3 separate regions of the Mus musculus genome follow, and regions 1 and 2 are each linked to region 3. A link is a contact called in public Micro-C and promoter capture Hi-C data. All regions are on one chromosome and are shown on one strand. Each heading gives the region's core, a stretch centred on a gene start, on an enhancer-like site or on the middle of the called end of the contact. The rest is flanking DNA. Distances are from core to core; before and after follow the strand shown.

Evidence for each region. Promoter capture Hi-C pulls out the DNA fragments that hold promoters and counts their contacts. A called contact is a pair of places that touch in the nucleus more often than the background predicts.
Region 1: a Micro-C map of embryonic stem cells shows a contact between it and region 3, with 2.2 times the contacts expected there. The contact joins the promoter of Cyrib here to the promoter of Asap1 in region 3. A contact is called at or near these places in 3 of 39 promoter capture datasets (the C10 cell line, embryonic stem cells and neutrophils), 2 of 484 Hi-C or Micro-C datasets (both in embryonic stem cells) and 1 of 9 other capture datasets (adipose tissue).
Region 2: a contact with region 3 is called in a promoter capture Hi-C map of neutrophils, with 4 times the contacts expected there. The contact joins the enhancer-like site here to the promoter of Asap1 in region 3. A contact is called at or near these places in 14 of 39 promoter capture datasets (the 3T3-L1 cell line, the C10 cell line, cranial neural crest and 7 more), 6 of 484 Hi-C or Micro-C datasets (the HL-1 cell line, the N1E-115 cell line, cerebral cortex and 3 more), 2 of 115 datasets of contacts at active chromatin or transcription factors (embryonic stem cells and fetal liver) and 3 of 9 other capture datasets (adipose tissue, liver and macrophages).

Annotation. Positions count from the first base shown.
Region 1 is chr15:64,059,004-64,061,703 of GRCm38.p6, reverse strand. Cyrib (CYFIP related Rac1 interactor B) reads left to right here and starts at 1,256. Exons shown (of 13, transcript NM_001360036.1): 1 at 1,256-1,509.
Region 2 is chr15:64,125,073-64,127,772 of GRCm38.p6, reverse strand. Asap1 (ArfGAP with SH3 domain, ankyrin repeat and PH domain1) reads left to right here. Exons shown (of 31, transcript NM_010026.3): 19 at 310-401. Among named protein-coding and RNA genes, the nearest start is that of Gm20717, 28 kb to the right of the region's middle. Within about 2 kb of position 1,357, at least 27 of the 459 cell types and tissues checked have an H3K27ac peak or open chromatin away from gene starts, as enhancers often do. A contact at or near this core is called in neutrophils, where this site is marked.
Region 3 is chr15:64,381,577-64,384,276 of GRCm38.p6, reverse strand. Asap1 (ArfGAP with SH3 domain, ankyrin repeat and PH domain1) reads left to right here and starts at 1,358. Exons shown (of 31, transcript NM_010026.3): 1 at 1,358-1,560.

The DNA of each region.
Region 1 (2,700 bases), core at 7-2,506, 320 kb after region 3:
CTCTGGCACCTGGTTCACTCTGAACTTCCAGACTGAGGCCCTCCCATTTTGCATGCTCTCTGCTGTGCCCAGGTTTAAAACCTCTTCTGCTGTCCCCTCAACTTTATAGCTGACCGTTGATTCAATATTCAGACCACTTCTTACACTGTTAAGATGGCATCTGCTCCCCAGAGCCAAGAGTTCTGATGCCCTGGCAGGCTCTGATGTTGGACCAGGGTCATGAAGTGCAATGGTCAGGGAGGACTTGAACTCAGGCCCTTAGCCTCCCAGGCAATTCTTCCCTTGGCCTAAAAACCTCCAGAGACTTCTAGAAAGCACTTCTGCTTTCCCTTTGGGTTTGCTATGCCAAGTGGGCCACACACCCTTTCTCGCTTGTCCCAGTGCAAGCAAGCTTTCATCATCAGAGTGGCTCTACCCAGCACTACAAAGTTTTTTTGCAATCAAAAAAATTCCCTGAGAACCGTCCTGGAGGCCTCAGCAACCCCAAGTTCCCCGAATTGGCCCAGGTTAAGGAAAATCTGGACACACCCCTTTGTTAAAGATGAAATAGTCCAAGGTAAATCAGTCCCCAATATTGTACCCCCAAGCCCCTAGCACAGGTGGAGGGGTGATAAGAATGAGAAGGAGGGGCAAAAGTTGTGGATGTAACCCTTTTGATACCACGTTAGAGGTCAGGGAAAAGATATTTCACGGAACATTAAATATTCCTGAAAAATCTGGTTGAAAATCAAGATAACGATGACATGGACTTGAGGGCAGAGGAGTAAAGGAGAGGGGGAAAATGCCCCTTAATGATGTCCTAGGCAAAGGGAAGGACAGGGGTCCCCACACCAAAAATCCCAACAAGGAGATGGTATTTGGGGAGTTTCCCCTTCGCTAAATCACAAGTCCTGGGACGACCGTGTGACCGTGTGGGTAGCCCAGACCCCCTCCTCGCATCGCCTCTGCTTTATTGGTGCCCGGGCTTGCACCACTGGACCCCATGGGTGTTTTTCTGCCCGGCTCCCGCGGTCCAGGGGCAGCCAGGCAGGTGGCGCCCGAGCCGAGCGCATCTCGACCCCTCGTCCCAGGTGAGGGAGGGGCCGCGGGGACCCGGCGCCCTGGGGGTCGGGCCTAGGCGCCCGGGACTCGCCCAAGGTCACTGTGCGGGCTGGGGCGGGGGCGGTGCGGGGCGGTCCCGGGCGCGGTGACGCGGGGCCCGTGCTGCGGCGGGGCCCGGGCGCGGGGGGCGGCGCGTCGCGTCCTCCTTTTGTGCGGCGCCGGGCTGGGCTGCGAAGGTAAACAGCGCTTCCTCTTCCTCCTCGCCGCCTCTTCCTTTTATAGCGATTTCTGGCCGCGCCGGGGCCGGGCCGCTGCTGCTGCCGTTTGCTGCTGCTGCTGTCGCTTGCTGCCGCGGCGGGGCCGCTCGCGAACCTGCGGCGGGGACGCGCGAGCCGCCGACCCGGAAGCGGCGTGTGTGCACCGCAGGCTCCCGCCGCCAGCTCGCCCGCCCGCCCGTCGGGCCGCCAGGTACGTGCAGGGCCGGCCGGGAGCCTGCTGCGGCGTCGCCGCCCTGGTTCACCGGGCTGCAGGGAGGGAGCGAGCGAGCGCCTGGGGCGCTGTGCACTGGGAGGCTGGGGCGCGGGGTCCGAGTGGTTGTCCCCGGGCACACCCCTCTTGCAGGCCAGGTGAGCGCTGCAGGGCCTGACCCGGGCTCCGCGCTGCCCTCCGCTAACTTCATTTTGGGGGTGGGGGTGGGGGTTCCAGGCCAGGAGGCTGAATTGAGGAACCAAAAGGGCGAATAGACTCGCACCAGCCTGACTTCCTTCTGCTCCGACCCCCGCCGGCGTTTAAACAGCACTTCCTCTTTGCCCGTTATGTTTTCATCATCATCGGCATCATCATCATCATTATCAGTTTTTTTTTTTTTTTTTTTTTTGAAAAATGGAAGTTTAGTGTTCAGAGGTGGAGGCATTTGGAGCCCACAGGGCTTTCTGGGGGTCGTGCACACACAGTAGGTCTGGAAGGAATCCGTGTGTCCTCTGAATGTGGGTCTTGTGTCTGGGGTGGGAGGAAAGAGGAACCCGGACTTCCTTTGCAAGCAGAGCCCTAGGGGGTTGTCTCAGATCCCCACCCTGCCGCTAGAAATGGAGGGGTGGGGGAGGGCTTGAGTGTGAAGGTGGCGCAGCAGGGAGAGTCACGTGGCTGTGCACCTCTGTCTAATTCTTGGTCCTACCACTCACAAGCTTTGTGACCTTGGCCAAGTTGTCTGCATTCTCTGGGTCTTTCGGCTCCTTGTGTCTGTAAAATGGGCCGCTCTCAGTTCTGGCCTGCAGTAAATGGGACTAGGTTTCCTGGCCTTGAGGTTCAGGGTGGGAATGTCACCTCCCCTTTAATGCCTTCATCCCTTAAGACACGTGCCGGGCGGGAGCACAGGGAGGCTTCCTATAGATAGTTGTGAAATGAATTGGTGGCTGGTAAATTTTGAGAAGTGAGCCCGTAGGCTTCCTCATTTTTGCCTTCTTTGCCCTTAACTTCCACCCCATCATCACCAGAGCCATGTTTTGTTACTTCAGCCTCCAGAAATCCGCGGATCCCTGGAGGAAATAGGGACTCCCTCTGAGGAAGCTTCCACTCTGATTTTGATTGAGACTCTCCCTATTCTTGGAGGGTTGTATTCAGTGTGGAGAAAAAGGAAGCTTTTTTTTTTTTTTTTTTTTT
Region 2 (2,700 bases), core at 108-2,607, 260 kb after region 3:
GGAATCAGGTCCTGTTCTCTTGAAACATTCATCACATCATATCTGTAGACATGGCTGACTGTTTTGACATAACCCAGCCCCACTATAGTTTGAACACCTACGAGAAAAGAGCATTGCTACCACTTCTAGCAATTCCAGGTCAAAATTCAGTGCCTGGCGTGTGGCAGCTGCTTGGGGAGTTTCCTAACCAGAAAAAGGGATAGTTTGTATACTCTGAGTCAGATGAAGGAAAATACATATACAAAAATCTTAGAAGCAAATGATAGGAGTCGATTAACCAGTGGTATGTTCTGTTTGTTTATGTTACAGCTGGCCAAGAATGTAGGAAACAATAGTTTTAATGATATTATGGAAGCAAATTTACCCAGCCCTTCACCAAAGCCCACCCCTTCAAGTGATATGTAAGTATTTTGAATTCTGAGTATATGAATACTTTACTAGTCTATCTCCTCTCCTTCCTCACTCAAAAACAGACAAACAAAACATAACCAGCTAGCAACAAACACAGTATCCCCCTCACCCTACTCCCCAACCCCCATTATTAAGAAAAGACTAGAAAGATATTTTGAAGCATATGTCTGCATTAGGCAAGTTTCTTCTCAGCAGTACCTTCCCTGGAAACTGCTGCTGAGTGCCAGCTTTGTGGAACAGATCTTGGGGACAGTTGTATCTGGCCACACTGGGCTATGGTAATAGACCTGCCAAGGTGGTGGTAGGAGAGCTCTTACAGATGCAGATGTCCAACAACCTTCTCAGCAGAGTCTGGCAGGTTGATGTTCTGTCTAATGAGTTTTCTGTGGGAGTACAAAAAAAAAAAAAACCTTACCAGAATTATAAATCTATTAACCCTGGACCAGACTCTTCCACTTCTGGAAACTAATGTCTATTTTGTGGTAGAAAATAATAATAATAATAATAATAATAATAATAATAATAATAATAATAATAATAATAATGGGACAAAGGGAGTCTGTGACTCTACCAGATGTGAAAACACTAAGTCCCATGTTCTGGTGTAAGTGATTTCCAAGACAGTTGATACATTTTGAAAAGCAAAGAACAATAGAAAGCAGACTGCCTTCTGGGAAAGGACAAGATGGGTAATGGGGAAGAGAAACATACCTTCTCACCCTAGACCCATTGCCAGACTGAGAAACTGAATTGTGGCTAACCTTGGTGATTAAACCCCCTCATTCCTGCACTGCCTACTCAGGAGCCAAATGCACTTGTGAGCAGAGTTCTATATACTTGCCTCACTAAGAAAGGTGGTGGGTGTTTCAGTCCTTAGTCAGCTGGTCCCATTGCTGTGGCCCAGGCTGGTAAGGCAGAAGGAAGCAAGGCAGCCGTAGGTGCTGGGAAGGGAAAGGGAACTGCTTACCTCAGAGCAGTGAGAAAGCACAGCAGACAAGAAGTGACCCAGAGCAAGCTCTACCCTTCACAGACATGCTGCACTAGTGTGCACTAGTGCTTGCTTAGCTTGAACAAGGCCCTAGATCCCCCCTCGATACTTGGGGGACAAGATTGAAGAGTCCTCAAGATTGAATCCTGTACCTTGTACATGGTAAAGACTCTACCTCAGCCCCTGAGTGCTATGGATAAGTAGGAAGAAAGGCTAATTCTTACTCACATAGTTGGGAAGGCTTTATGCAGGAAGAAAGGACAACAGCCCAAATATTTGGCCAATGCTTCCATGGATACGAAACTTTCACAAGTATTAAAATTTTTACAGGGCACATTTAGTCTGCAGTCGTGAAGTTAAGTCTCCCAGAAGGCCTCTTGGCAGCAGTGGTCTTTTGTTGAGTTGTGTGCATGCTTACAGAGTGCTCGTTCTCTGCTGAGGAAATAGCAAAGCAAACTGCAGTGTAAGCCTCCCCCTCAATGCCTTGGGTCTAACGGGGAAGGCAGACATTGCCAAAGAGCTCAGACAGCTGTTACAGAACCGTGGTTGTAGGAAGTGTGCTGCAGGAGTCAGTTCCAAACACACACACACCAGAGAGCTAATAGCTGCCTGTAGCTCCATTTCTAGGAGATCCAGCACCCTCTTCTGCCCTTCTCAGGAACCTGCAAGCAAGTGTGTGATGCACGTAAACGCAGAAGGGCATATGTGTGCATTAACAGTCAGTATATAAATCTTTAGTGTGCCAGTGAGTAGATGTCTCCATTTTAAAATGATAAAAACCTCAAGTTCATAAAGTTTAAATACTTTTTATAGTATCACATAGCTGGCATGCTGTAGGACCCAAACTTCATGTATTTTTTACTAATTAGCTTATTTAAGTGGGAAATATCAGGGAATGGACACAAAGTTTCTGGAGTGTCAGACGGTGTCACCTGATCTTAATTCTTTCTCTCTGGCTCTCATCTGATTTTCCCTGAACTGTCTTCCGTTTCAGTCTTCTGTAGGTGACAGAGTGACAACTGGGCATTGAGGCTCTGTTCTCAGCTCGGGGCTGGGAGGTAGGCCCAGTCTCCATGGTGATAGTGATTAGACACCACGTGGCCACTCAGACTTCAGGCCTGGTCTTTCCAGCGTCTGCTCTTGAAGGAGCCTCTCCAAGGAAGGCAGTTCACCTCATCCCTGTGACACTTCTTGCCTGTGGGGTAGATTTAATAGCAGCCTTTCTAAGTCTCAGTTTTCTCTCCTATAAAAGGGGTTAGAGCAAAAAATAAAATAAAATCTTCATGAAGCTCTAGAAGCTT
Region 3 (2,700 bases), core at 109-2,608:
GTGCGGGTGGTGAGGATGTGGGGGTGTCAGACACAGTGGATCAAACGGTGAACTGTGAGGGCCCGACTTCTGCTCTGTGATTTATCTGCCGACCTCAGTTGGGTAGAGGTTCTTTCCAATAGGATGGTGGCTATGAGGGGCAGGCATTCCAGGTTCTTGGGGCCCAGCTTGGAGCTTTACCTGTGACCTGTAACTACAGAAAGTGTTGAAGAAGAGACATGCCTTTGGGTGCCAAGCACAGGTCTGTTTGTCCTTGGGAGATAGAGCTGGTACCCAAGTTTCAGTTCCCAGCATGGTCATTTCAGTTCTCACTTGCCCACACGCGGTCCTTCCTCTATGTCTTGAGAGTCAGAGGAATCTCAAACACTCAAGTAAAACCACCAAACTGCAGCCTACAGGTAAAGTGTGGCATTTCCTCGGGAAACCACAATGAATCACTCCCCATGGCAGCCCAGACTCCCTGGCTAGTTCTCCTAACCCCCCTGGAGCAGCTCAAGGCTTATTAACGCGCCCTCCCCCCAAGTCTCCCACCCTCAGGTTAAGAACAAAATCTCCAATCTTGTGAGGCCTGGTGAGTTTCTAATTTTACCAGAAAGGGGTCTCTACTACGCAGTGGCTGATCTTTTCTTCTTCAGACAGCAGTTTCTGGAAGACTCAAAGAAAAATAATCACCAGTAATTAGGGAGAAACTGACACCCTTGGGCCAGACCTGCCCCCGAGCTAGGTCCACACAGACATGCAGAACACACAGCCCACAAGTTAGAAGCCTCCCTTCTCTGACATCTCTAGTGTGCAGTAATACCCAAGCACAGATATCATTGATGTCTCCAACATGCCAGTCTAAGCATCTTGTTTTCAAATTAAGTCTACGAACACTCCTTTCTTGATTGGGAAACTAAGCCTCAAGGAAGTATCACTTGCAGGAAAGAGAAAAAGGCCATTTTCCAACCAGGGTTCAGAGCCTGGAATGCTCGAATGCTAGCCAGATCATCTCTGTGCTATCCAAAAGGTTTTGCCTCCAGGCACTGGGTAAGAAGATAGAAATCCACGGAAAGGAACAGGAGAAAGTAGCCTAGGAGAAGACAGTGCAGGATGGGAGAGAGGCCACAGTCTTTTGGTGTCCCAGCTTTAGCAAGCCCCACTTCAAGGCCAAGGTTCTCTGCTGATAAGCCCCACCTCTGCCTTCTGTGGCCAAGAAGGAGGCCCACCCCATGAATCTCCTACACTGCCCTATACTCCTGTGCCCTGAAGTGTGCCCGGCGGGCCAAGGGTTAAACGCGGCGGGAGCCCCCGGAGCGGGGCAGCCGCGGGCCGGGAGTGCTTAGTCAGGATTCCGATTTCCTGCCGAAGTGTTTGGATTTCCTGCAGCCCGCTCCCGCCGCCGCCACCGCCGCCGCCGCCGAGCGGGCTCGAGAGAGCGGCTCCGCGTCGCCGGCCTCCTCCTCCCCCCTCCTCGGCACATGGTCGCCCGCCCCTTCCTGCGCCGCGCTCGGCTCCCGCGCCTCGCCCGGCCTCGCCGCGCCCGCGATGGAATAATGCCCAGCGGCCCGCCCGGTCCCGGTGAGTGGCGAGGCGGCGGGGCGGCGGGAACAGGCGCGGTGGGGCGCTGCACGGCCACCCGCACACCCCCTGTGGGCTCCGGGTGTCCCCGTCCGTCCGCAGAGCACCAGCCGGGGGCGTGCGGGGCGCGCGGCCGGCTCTGCAGGGGTTGGCCGGGCGGCCCGGGGATTCCGCAGCCGCAGCGCCGGAGCGCACGTTCCCCTGCTCCGCGGAGGAGACCCGGGTTGGGGGTGTGCGCCCGGGGCGCAAGGCTCCCCGCTCCGGGAGGAGGCCCGGGCAGACGCCGGGGCGCTCCCGGAGTCCGCTGGGGCGCTTTCTCTGTCCTCCCGGGCACTCTCCCCTCCCATTGGGACTCTCTCCTTCTCCTCTGGGGTGCTCTCCCGGCCCTTGGGGGCGCTTTCCTTCTCCTCGGCACTTTTCCCGGTTCTCCAGGGGCGCTCTCTCCCTGCGCGGCGGGGAGGCGCGGGCATTGGCCGCCGCATTGTCTCGGGCGCAGCGGAGGAAAGTTCCCCTCGGCGCGGGTCCCGGCCTGGACATGGCGCTGCCTGGCAGGCCCCAGACCACTTAAAAGGAAAAGAAACAGGGAATGGGGGGGGGGGGGGGAGTGGTAATTCCCCTTGGGAGCTGAGAAGTGCCTTATGTCTTCTTCCGCTTGTACCATTTTGGAACCTGATGCTTTTTATGAGAGCAACAGTAAGTTTAAACGAGAGCGAGAAAAAAAATAGAAAGAAAGAAACTAGCTGGTATCTGGTTTTCTGCTGTTTAATCCATCCAGAGACATCATCTCACGCCCTCGTAGGGCGGGTTCTTTTTATCAAGGAAAGGCTTAGCCAGGTCTAGACCAAGTTAACTTGACCTTAGCCTTAGCTGTACAGATGCAAAAGACCATTTCCCCCCTTCCATCGACTCCATCAGGTTGTGTTAGCAGGATTGCTTCTGGGATAGCAGTGGTACAGGATTGCTGAGTAATGTTTTGAGATTGTAAAACACAGCATGTAATTCTTAGGCCAGTTTCATGTCTATCCTAGCCTGAGTGGCCAGGTCTTCTTGGCGGGCCGTTGGAAGGCCCCTGTGTAGTGGCCATTGGGAGAGGGGCTTGATGGGGGGTGGGGTGCTATAGAAGAAAAGAATCTCGGAAAA